Linked DNA regions of Rattus norvegicus: region 1 is linked to region 2. A link is a contact called in public Hi-C data. All regions are on one chromosome and are shown on one strand. The core of a region is the stretch at or near the end of the contact, and the rest is flanking DNA. Distances in the headings are between cores, read along the strand shown.

What was found. Hi-C and Micro-C count contacts between places; a contact is called where the count stands out from the background.
Region 1: a contact with region 2 is called in a Hi-C map of Schwann cells, with 5 times the contacts expected there. The contact joins two enhancer-like sites. A contact is called at or near these places in 3 of 12 Hi-C or Micro-C datasets (Schwann cells, frontal cortex and liver).

Annotation. Positions count from the first base shown.
Region 1 is chr4:143,220,491-143,226,229 of GRCr8, reverse strand. No RefSeq gene overlaps it. Among named protein-coding and RNA genes, the nearest start is that of Bhlhe40, 49 kb to the right of the region's middle. Within about 2 kb of position 1,824, at least 84 of the 93 cell types and tissues checked have an H3K27ac peak or open chromatin away from gene starts, as enhancers often do. A contact at or near this core is called in Schwann cells, where this site is marked.
Region 2 is chr4:142,638,007-142,643,808 of GRCr8, reverse strand. The region is part of intron 8 of Sumf1 (sulfatase modifying factor 1); the gene reads left to right. Among named protein-coding and RNA genes, the nearest start is that of Setmar, 39 kb to the right of the region's middle. Within about 2 kb of position 4,373, at least 13 of the 93 cell types and tissues checked have an H3K27ac peak or open chromatin away from gene starts, as enhancers often do. A contact at or near this core is called in Schwann cells, where this site is marked.

The DNA of each region.
Region 1 (5,739 bases), core at 575-3,074, 580 kb before region 2:
AACCACCGCTTAGGAAGTTTTGGGTTGTTTTTAAAGTGCTGGGGAGGGAACCCAGGACTTCATATGTTCCAAGCAGGTGTTCAGGATCCGAGCCACAGTTGCAGCCTCTGCACAAACTGCGTTGTCCTTTTTAGAATTTTTTTTTTTTTTGCATTGGGCATCTGAAATTCCCACCTTCCAACTACTGAGCATGTGCTTTAAGATCTGGGAAAGATTCTAGCTGTGTATAGAACTGTGACTGAGTAAGTTTAATGTCTCCTGTCATTCAGCACATGGTTCCTACTTCCTCTTAAGGCTTTATACCATTTTCCTTTCTCTCTCTCTCTCTCTCTCTCTCTCTCTCTCTCTCTCCTCTCTCCTCTCTCCTCTCTCCTCTCTCCTCTCTCCTCTCTCTCCGCTCCACTCCCAGCCCAATTATGGAAACCTTCCCATTGCTAACACGGAACAGACACAGATATTAATTTTAGCATCTAGACCAAAGTCTAGAGGCTCAGTTCTCAAAATGTGGGTTCTAGATCAGTAGCTCTTTGGAAACTTGTTAGAAATATAGAGTTTCAGCCCCACCTCAGTCCAATAGAACCCAAATCTGCTTTTACATAAGGTACTAAACGCATTCAACATAAAACTATATCTTTAGTGAAAGCAAGAGTGGGTAAAAGAGGGCGGTATCACTGAGAGAGAGGAGGCCACCTGATACCACAGGTGTTCTAGAAGCTTTGGATCAAGACCCATTTCTGCTCTAAATACTTGAGTGCCCCAATAAACTTCATTGAGTATGTTACATCTTAGCAGTATTTACCGTAGTAGAAATTAAAACTGCTAAAGTTTTAAAAAAAATATATCTATAATTTGGGGCAGGAGAAATAGCTCATTGGTTAAGAGCACTTTTATGACTCTTGTCCAGGTCCTGGGTTGGGTTCCCAGCACCCACATGCTCTCTCACAAGGTCAGTACCTTCAGGGTATCTGATGCCCTCTTTTGGCCTGCACAGCTACCATGTTGCAGGGAATCTCTCTCTCTCTCTCTCTCTCTCTCTCTCTCTCTCTCTCTCTCTCTCACACACACACACCACCACCACCACCACCACCACCACCACCACCACCATAATTCACTTAAAAGTAATAATCTAGGTGTTTCAGAATCCATGGCTATAATTCTAGAACATGAAATAGGAGATGGCTTTACCGGGAAAGAGCCTTGACACCAAGCCTGTTGACCTGAGGTCAATTCCTAAAACAAACATGGTGGAAGGAAAGACCTGACTCTAGCAAATTGTTCTCTGACCTTTCACACCAGTTCTCCCTCTGTGTCTCTGTCTCTGTCTCTGTCTCTGTGTCTTTATCTCTGTGTCTTTGTCTCTGTGTCTCTGTGTCTCTGTCTCTCTCTGTCTCTCTCTCTCTCTCTCTGTCTCTGTCTCTGTCTCTGTCTCTCTCCCCCTCCCCCACCCCCCCAGTACAAAGATAGACCCTGTCTTAAAATCTTAAAACAGCAAAAACAGATTGTGTGGTGAAAACATACATGCAAATTCTGGTCCTGACTAACTCCTAGAGTGGCTGAGAGACTTAGACGCGTCTTTGTCCTCTCTGAGCCTCCATTTCCTGATCTGTTTTACTGGGGAGATGATCTGTAGCGTTGGAGCCCTCCCAACTCTCCTAACCCTCTCTCAAGGTCTAGGAGGTCTCAGACAGAATTTTAGAGCGATTATCCTTTTGCCCAGAAGAGGGCGATGGAGACCGGCCATGGCTGGACCACTTCTAACCCTGAGGCGGTTCACAGAGTCCTGATCCAGACACAAGGATCCCTCGTGATTGGGGCGGTTTCCTTGGCACCGGCTGACACTGGTATCCCAGGCCACCTGGGCGGTCCCAGTGAGAGAATGAGCTCTGGGCGCCTTCCATATTGACCCAATACTGGCCAGTCTGGGATGTTCAAATTCCTCCTATCCCAATCTGGGAAAAGTCGCAGAGATTTGGTTTGAGGACAGACACATTGTCCCCACCTGCACTGGGACTTTGGGTGAGAAACCACCCAGAAGCTATTTACTCCAAAGAGAAAACTGGGCGGGGTGACCGGAAAGGAACAAGACATAGTGCTGCGCCAGGTCCTTGGGGATTGCCTGCCACTGGCGGGCGGCGCTTGCATCAGCGCAAGCCTGGGCTGGGACAGGGGCCTGGCCACCAGCGACGTCAGCCTCTTTCCCAGAAGAATTCCACTTCCTGCGGCCAGAGCCCCAGAAGTGTGGGAGTGTTGGGGGTTGGTTTCTTAGGATGACACCACTCAGTATGCTGCATCTCCTCATTCGCACACTTTGTTGTCATGGAGACGAACAGCATCCTGACAGCCCTGGAGAAGCCAACTCGCCCACAAGAAATGACCCGGGCATGGCCAACTCAGGAAAACACTGACTGTGTGGGGTGCTGGGTCAAGGAAAACAGCAGCTACAGGTCTCTGAATTTGCCCCAGGGAGGGATGGGAGAACCAATTTCTGTGTTGCGATTTCAAAACTGGAGGCGTCTTAGCCTGAGCGCATTACAACCCAGAAAAAAAGCCTTGAAAGCACGTGGCTAGCAAAAGTTTCTTCCTCCTCCCCCTCTTTCCCCTCCTCTTCTTCCTGCTTCTCCTCTTATCAGCTTCTTTCCCTAATTTTCTTAGGACTATTAAGATTCCCTGATCTCATCCTTGAAGCAGTGTTAGAATTAATTCACTTTGGTAAACGTTAGTTAAGCACTCAGGGTGTGCCAGGCAAGGAGGGAAGCCAGTCTGAATAGAAACGCTTGCAAAGTTACCCGGGTAAAAACAAAGACCTCCTTTGGTCTTCAACATGACTCAAGTGCTGTTATCGCCTTTTCTGGGGAACTATCCAATTTGTGGGCGATCTCCTAGGAAGTCAGGTCAACTCATGCTCTCTAACCATTACCGGACACCTATCGGAACAGCCGCTAATGCGGCACGCGTGATTTTTCCTCTGATGCTCCACTGTGACTGCGTGACACTAAGCATCGAATCTCTAATTATGGGTTGATAATGTGAGATTGTTAACCCCCAATCACGAGGAAAACTTGCGTCTGGATCAGGAGTCTGTGAACCACCTCAGGGTTGGAAAAATAACCCTAACTAAAACGTGTTTTAAGATACAAAAATAAGCTATAGCTTATAAACACAACTGACATTGACTGGATGGCTACCGTTCCCTAGGCACACCGTGAGTTTATTTAAGTCACTATTAATACTCAACCTGCACATAAGGAAACCGAGGCACAGGGAGATGAAATAATTTGTTCATGCCCAATAGCTAGGGACGAATGAATGCTTAATAGCTAACAGAGTGCCATCTTGGTCTGTACTGGGGGTTTAGTACACTGGCTTCTGCTTTGTGGGGGAACAGAGTACATTGTCTACAAATCACCCCTAGACAAGTGCTTTCGTTTGAGTCATTTCCACCAAAGAGTACTATAGTTTTCAATTTTGTATTTCGTTTTATTGATTATGTGTGTGTGCATGCATATGTGTCTGTGTGTCCATGTCTCTGTGCATGGGTGTCTGTGTGTGTAGGTGTTTTTGTCTTCATGGGCCATGATGCACTCATGGAGATCTGAGAGCTTGAGGAGCTGACTCTCCTTCCACAGTGGGTTCTAGGGATCAAATTCAGGTTACCTGCTGAGCCACCTCACTGGCCTACAGCGTACTGTTATTTAAATAGTTGCATTCATTTTTTTCTCTATCTGTAAAGAGCTAAGCTGGCAAGCAGGTGCCTACAATGTTGCCCAGCCTAGTTGAGTCTTCAGAATTTGGAAAGCACTTTCCTGCCTAGAATCTAAGGGTACCTGCTTCTTTGCTGTGTACCCTTGAGAAGTATTCAGAATCGTTCCTCTTGGTCCCGATTTCTATGTGAACTCCAAGAGGTTTATACAGAGAAGATTTTCCACCTACTAGTGATAGCAATGTCTTTCATAAAAGACTCAAAGCTGCTGTGATGACCCAATCCTAGAAAACCCAGCAGCCTGGAGGTACAGGCTGCCATGTAACCTGGGCTTCCAGTAAGGTTCTGCCTCGAAAAACAAGCACTCGGAAGGAAACCACCTACAATAGCCACAAGGAAACAAACCAACAGGTGATTTGATAAATAAGATGAGATGTGTTTGGATGTTGGAATATTAGTCAGCCTTGAAGGGGATTAGGTGCAGAGACAAGCTCCCACAAGAAGGCAACTTGAAGATGGTGTTCCAGGTGAAGCAGACTCAAAGAATGGACCTGCAACACATATATGGATAGATAAAGATTCAGAGTAGAGGCTCTTTTACTTTTTTATGGTTTGTTTATTTACTATTTGAATACATTGTAGCTGCCTTCAGACACACCAGAAGAGGGTCCGTTGCAGCTGTCTTCATGTACACCAGAGAGGGCATCAGATTCCATACAGATGGTTGTGAGCCACCATGTGGTTGCTGAGAATTGAACTGTGGACCTCTGGAAGAGCAGTCTGTACTCTTAACCATTGAGCTATCTCTCCAGCCCAGAGTAGAGGTTCTTAGTGGGTGGGGAAGAAGCTCCTGTTTGGTGTCACTGGCGTTCCATTTGTGGCCATAAGCAAGCCCTAGAGACAGGCAGTGCTGATGGTGGCACAGTACTGAGGATGCTGTCATGATCCCAGCATGCACACTTAACACTGAAAAGTGGGACTGGGCATGTAGCACAGGCTATAGAATGCTTGCTCACCTAGCATTCATGATGCCCTGGGTTGAATCCCTACTACCAGAAACAGCATGGGTGGTGTGCACCTGTAACACTGCCCAGGAGATGCAGGCAGACGTTAAGGTCATCCGTGGCTTATATAGGGAGTTCTGTCTGTGTCAGCCTGTATTACAGGAAACCGGTTCCTTTAGGGAAAATATCTATCTCTATCTAGATATATATATAGATAGATATAGATATATGTGATATTGCTATATGATATGACATATATCCATATATGATCTATATTGGGGAAAAAAGGAAAATGAGCCACATTTGTGATCTTCGTTAGTTATTTTTATTTTTTTTGAAACTGGGGTTCAAATCCCCAGCCTCCCATTTGCTAGGTGGAACTCCATCCCTAAGCTATACACCCAGTCCAGCAGTCTCCATCCTTAGTCAATTCTCTCTTGTTTTAAAAAAAAAATAGTAGAGCGCTTGCCTAGGAAGCACAAGGCCCTGGGTTCGGTCCCCAGCTCCGAAAAAAAGACCAAAAAAATAAATAAATAAATAAAGGTTTCTTGCACCCTTCACCCGAGACCTATCTGCCAAGGTTGTCTGGATCCCTGCCTGCACCTGAAAGGCAGCGTCATGCCCTTAAAAATAGCACAATCATGTGTTTTCACCAAACACAGGAGGCTGGCACTCCCCTCAGGTGTTCCAAATGAGCAAGATTTGGCTGGTAGGAGAGAGAATTAGGAGGTGAGTCACCAGTGGGGCAGGTGAGGTCATCATGGGGTGACCGTCTGCATGGAGCAACCCTTCCCAGCCTGTCCTCTCAGCCGGCTGAGCTGGTAGTCTGGCTTCTCAGCCATGAGGTGAGGTGCGGTGGGGCGAATTCCTTTGGATGACTCAGTGGCTTGACTCCCCCAACAGATGGGATCTCTAGCTGAACACAAGGCCAAGGTCAAGACCCGAGCTGCCACAACATGTCTGTCCTTAATGAAGAACAGAAAGATGAGCATCCTTGGAGACTCAATCGAGGAGAGGACCTCTTCGCTCTTTGCT
Region 2 (5,802 bases), core at 3,124-5,623:
AAATCAAGTGCCCATAGGTGTGTGGGTTCATTTCTGGGTCTTCAATTCTGTTCCATTGGTCTATCTGTCTGTCTCTGTACCAACACCATGCAGTTTTTATCACTATTGCTCTGTAATATTGCTTGAGTTCAGGGATAGTGATTCCCCCTGAAGTCCTTTTATTGTTGAGAATAGTTTTAGCTATCCTGGGTTTTTTGTTATTCCAGATGAATTTGCAAATTGTTCTGTCTAACTCTTTGAAGAATTGGATTGGTATTTTGATGGGGATTGCATTGAATCTGTAGATCGCTTTTGGTAAAATGGCCATTTTTTCTATATTAATCCTGCCAATCCATGAGCATTGCATTTACTCTTGATGTGGTGTCTGTTTGATATATTTTGAAATCAGTTTTCTAAAATGTTGAGAACATCTGCATATAATTAATGCTGAGTAGAACCTTTTTCGTTGTTCCTAGTAATTTTTGTATTCATAAATTTAATGGTAAAGTAGTCTTGAATCAAGGTTTTTTTCTTAAAGATTTATTTATTTTATTTATATGAGTACACTGTAGCTGTTTTCAGATGCACCTGGTTGTGAGCCACCATGTGGTTGCTGGGAATTGAACTCAGGACCTCTGGAAGAGCAGTCAGTGCTCTTAACCGCTGAGCCATCTCTCCAGCCTCTCAAGGTTTTTTTTTTTAATCAATTTTTAAGAAGAGTTCATGTAAAATTAATACCATTTCTTTCTGAAATGCTTGGTAGAATTCCCTCTTAAAGGCATTTGGACCTAGACTTGTGCATTTAGCCCTTTTTTCATTACTATAATGAAAACCCAAAAACGATTAAATTTTTCAAGAAAAGAGGCTTACTTTGGCTTATGTTTTTAGGGATCCAAAGTTAAGGAGCATCATATGGTGCTTATATTCATGCTGGGCCCAGAAAGTTTCTAAGGCATCACATGGGAAGTGATGGTGTGTGTGTGTGTGTGTGTGTGTGTGTGTGTGTGTGTGTGTGTGTGTGTTTTATTTCGTGTGTGCACATTCATTATGATTCTTCCTCTTCCTATAAAGTCAATAAGAGTCAAACATAGTGACTTGACCCAAATGACTTTATGGAATCCTACTCTTCTCCCCCAGAGTCCTTAGCTCTAGTCAGCATCAGGTAGGCCTTCCCCCTCTCATGACCTAAAGGAATACACTGAAACCAAATCGAAACACAACTTTCTTCTTTAATAGACATTTGGCATTGTACATTATCCGTCTCTACTGAGTACACGCTGAGAATTCTGTCTTTAAGGAATCAAATCTTTTATATGAATTTTTAAATTTATTATTTCAATCTCTTTGTTTTCATTCATTATTGAAACCAATTATATTTAATGAAACTATTAATATTATTGGGTTTGAATTGGGTATCTTAAGATTTTGGTTTTTTCCTTTGCCTTATCTGTTCTTTGTTCTTTTTTAATCTTTGTCTTTGTTGGATTAAGGTGTTTATCTGACTTCATTTTTCTCTCCTTAGACTTGTAATCTATGACTGTTTTAAAATGAATGGCTGATGTAGAGTCAAGTTAATGATTAACTTTTCCGAGTCAACCTGTAGAATACATCTGTGAACAACAGGATGACAAAACCGTATGGAATTAGAATTTTCCAGAGAAAAATGGCAATTCCAGAAATAAATAAAAAGAAAGAATGTTATAATTAATTTTTAAAATATAAAAAATGTTAATTTTTAAAATATTCATTTTTATTTTGTATGTATGAGTAATTTATCAGCATTTATGTCTTTGCACAACTTGTGTGTCGAACACCCTCAGAGTTATAGAGAGTTATGAGCTACCATGTGGGTTCTGGGAATTGAATTCAGGTCTCTTAGAAAAGCACCTAGTGTCCTTAACCACTGAGCCACATAAACCAAGGTCACTTTGCGTTGTTTAAGTAAACTCCTATAATCATGTCTAGTTTTTAAAACAAGATTAATTAAGAAAATCATGTGTGTGTGTGTGTGTGTGTGTGTGTGTGTGTGTGTGTGTGTGTGTGGTATGGGTGTTGTGCCTGAATGTATGTCTGCATACCACTTGTATTCTCAGTGCTGGTGGAGGCTAGAAGAGATCACGGAACTCCCTTAGACTAGAGTTACTAGTAGTTGTGAGCCACTATGTGGGTTCTTGGAATCAAACCTGTGTCCTCTGGGAGTAAGTGCTCTTAACTGCTGAGCCATCTCTCTAGGCCCCTCATTCACAATTTTTAACAGTCTAAGTTACAGCTTCAGGAAGAAGATAAGGACACAGAAAGAGAGGCTCTGAGGTAGCACAGCAACCGGTTAAGAATATAGTCTATCATTCCCTGATCTGCTGCTTACACAGAATGGCCTAAGGCACACTATTAACATCTCTCAGCCTCAGTTTTTTCTCACGTGTGTAATGTCCATGCTATTTATATCTTTCTTGTAGGGTTATTGGAAGAATGCACAGAGTCAGTATATGTTAAGTTGATGGAGCAGTTCACATAATAAGTACTCAAATACAGACTTTGGTTCTCGGTGTTGTTAGATTGATACCTAACATTCCAATGTGGGGTCTTCATTCCATACCCACATCAGTGCTACCATTCTACCAGGATGACAAAGGCATTGGTCTAGTGCCGTTTGAAAGAGCAATGGTAAGTCCTGGGTTCTGGCACAGCTTTCCCTAGAATGATTCAGTGGGAGATACAGTTGCCTTAAAAATAGCCTTTGTCTGAGAAAACTTTTACTCTCAAAAACCATATTTCTGTCCCACTTGAGTTGAAGGCCTCCAGGGTTGTAGGCCATTATCTGAAATGGATTGTTTCCTGAGCCAAGAGCACATCCTTAGCACAGAAACTGAGAACTTTTACAAAGTAATTAGCCATTTTGATGAAATCAGGCTGAAACAGGTCCCTCCTACTACCTCTGTTCTTAATTAATAGAATGACCCATTTTCCAGCCACCCAAAGACCTAACTTCCTTTAAGAACCACTCTTGATGCTGAAAATAGAGGTAGGAAAATATAAAGAACCGGAACATTCATAACCAGGACATTTGCTCTTTAACTGTGTCTCATTAGTGAGCCGTTACTGAAGTTTAGGAGAACTACTTATTAATACGTATTTTCTGAGTGAATGGATGTGTGTAAGTAGAATGATAGTAGTATGAATTGACTCTTTGCAAGTGCTGGGCCTGAGCTCTCCATACTCGTGTGCGTGTGTGCATGTGTTTAAGGATCAGAACCATGGACTGCACACACTGGGGAAGTGCTCTACAGCCAAGTGATGTCCCCCTCCCCTCACCACATGCACGAGGAGGCTTTCTCTTTTGGATTCAGATGTTCATAGTTGTTTGGTTCATGGAAGCCTCGAGAACTGCTGTGACCCAGTAGTAAATGTGGTTGCTGACTGTTTTGAAAGTGTTTCGTATACAAACAAAACAATTTCATTGCATAAAATTTAGAAAAGAAATAAAATGAGAAAGGTGGCAATGAAAATCAGATATCTTATGTCTTAGAGAAAACTATTAGATGGTATTCTGCTGTGAGTTTTATTTAATATCTATATTTTCAAAATTGAATTATTTTGTATTATTCTCAAGGTTTTCAATTATAGTCATGATAACAATTTTGTCTACCACCAATCTTTTTCTAGTCTTTTATGTCATTGATTTGGAATCCTTTTCAACACTGCTCTGAGCAGGCATTAAAAGTTCATCAGAGCTGTTGCAGCCTGGTTTTTGTAGCATATAGACTAATCCATCCAAGGAGAGCTGCAGTCCTGTGCCTTATCCCCAGATCTGCCCTTCAGCTTGCTGGTTTATGTGGCACGTAACCCGTTCCTTCCCATCCCGGTGGCACAAGTGCACCCACAGCTGGAGGCTGGAAGAGGTGTCATCCCCACTCCCCAACCCGAACAACCCAGAATCTCAGAGGCCTGATCTAAGCTGGGCAGTGCTGCTCTTGTTTCCATGAGGACAAGGTCAGCCAAGCCGAGGGTCAGTGACAGGGTGTGTGTCCCCAAAGCAAAGCATTAGCAGTGCTCTCTCCAGGGCTTGCTTTGTTTGTCTCTTACGCAGGGCTCTGTTCTGGTCAGTTTTCATTTTTTTGGTGCTGGGGATTGCTTTCTCACACTAGGCACGTGTCTAACGAGGCACTCGGTCTCCAAGCCACGATGAGTGTACGTTCGAATGGCTTTATTTTATCAGTGAGGACAGATTCTGGAAGGCTCTGCCTAAGGTTAAGTAGCCACTGAGATTGGGATTTTTTTCTTTGCTGGTCAAAAAATTAGCAAAATGCTTATCACAGTTTTCACTTGTATTGAGTCTTCAGAATGTGGACATAGTGATTCTGTTTATTTATCTGCGCACATAGCATGCTTTTTACATTAATCATCATTGGCTAATTTTCTCTGGAATTCCGGTTTTCCAGTTCTTTGGGCATCTCAGCTCTCTCTCAGAGAGTCTTTTCCAAAATCCCCTCTAAAAAGCAGCCTCTATTGCTTCCGGTCATGTCTCCCCACTTTTCCTGTCTTCAGAGCTGACCACTGCTGGGAGCAGCGTTGAATGCTTCAGTCTGTTTGCTGTCTGACTGCCCTCTTTGAATGCCAGCTCTCTGATAACAGGTTCCTTGTCTGTCTGCTCTGACTGCACCCCTCATGTCTGAGATTGCGCTGGTGCGCTGCGCTCTCATGTATTTAGTCTAACCTTGCTGTGTCAGGCTCTGTGTAGTCTGGCTGCTGTTCTGCCCACTTTTTGCTTTTTTTTTTGTGCTTCTGAAACCACTCTTTAGCCACCTCATCTGCCTGCTTCATAAGCTGCTGCTATTCAAAGCGCACCCCAGGGCTTAAGCAGCGACTGAAAGCTTGTTAGACATGTACCTTGAGGACCACGTGAAAACCATGAAAGCAGCATGTTTGGATGTCTGCGTGGATAGCCTAGGATGTGTATCTGAACAGCCACTTCTGTCTGTCTGACTGTCTGTCCATCCACTGTGCATTAGTTACTACTCTTGTTGCTGTGATTAAATATCTTGACTAAGGCAATCTAAGTGCCAGTGAGAAGACTCGGTGGGTGGGAGGAAGTACATTGCAGGACTGGTGACTGTTACTGGATCACTGGAGTATGCAGCACACAAACAGAATAAACAATTTAAAAGCAACTTATGGAAGAAAAGGTTTATTTTGGCTAACAGTGTCACGGTAGTCTATCATGACATGGAAGTCATAGTGCTTATAGCTTGAGGTAGCTGGTCACATTGTGTCCACAGTCAAGAAACAGAGGGACGATTCCTGGTGTTCAGTAGCTTTCATCTTTTTCCATAGTCTAGAACTGTAACAGAGGGAATGATGTTGCCTATATTTAGGTTGGGTCTTCCCACATTAATTAACCTCATCAAAATAATCCCTCACAGGCCTGGGCAAATATTATTCTCTGGTGATTCTAGGTTCTATTAAATTGATGGCATTAATCATCACAAGTGCATTCTGAGAACCATTACCATAAGCACGGATGTGTCACTTAGGCCTTCCTAGAGACAGTGACATTCTGCAAGAGACCCAAATGAGTAGCTCAGCTCAAGGCCCTTCGTACGTTTTTGTTGCGTATTCATTGTATTCACATCTGCCTGTGGCCTGCAACAAGCCAGGCCAGGACCACGCCTAGACCTGGGCCATGTTCTCCTGGCGTCTGCAGTTAGGGAAGGAAATGCTTGGCCGTTTTCATCCTGTATAGCTCCTTCATGGGATCAGACTGCCGAGTCTTCAGTGTGCCTGGCCCTGAGCTTGACCTTTGCTGAGGTGGAAGTCACTGAATGT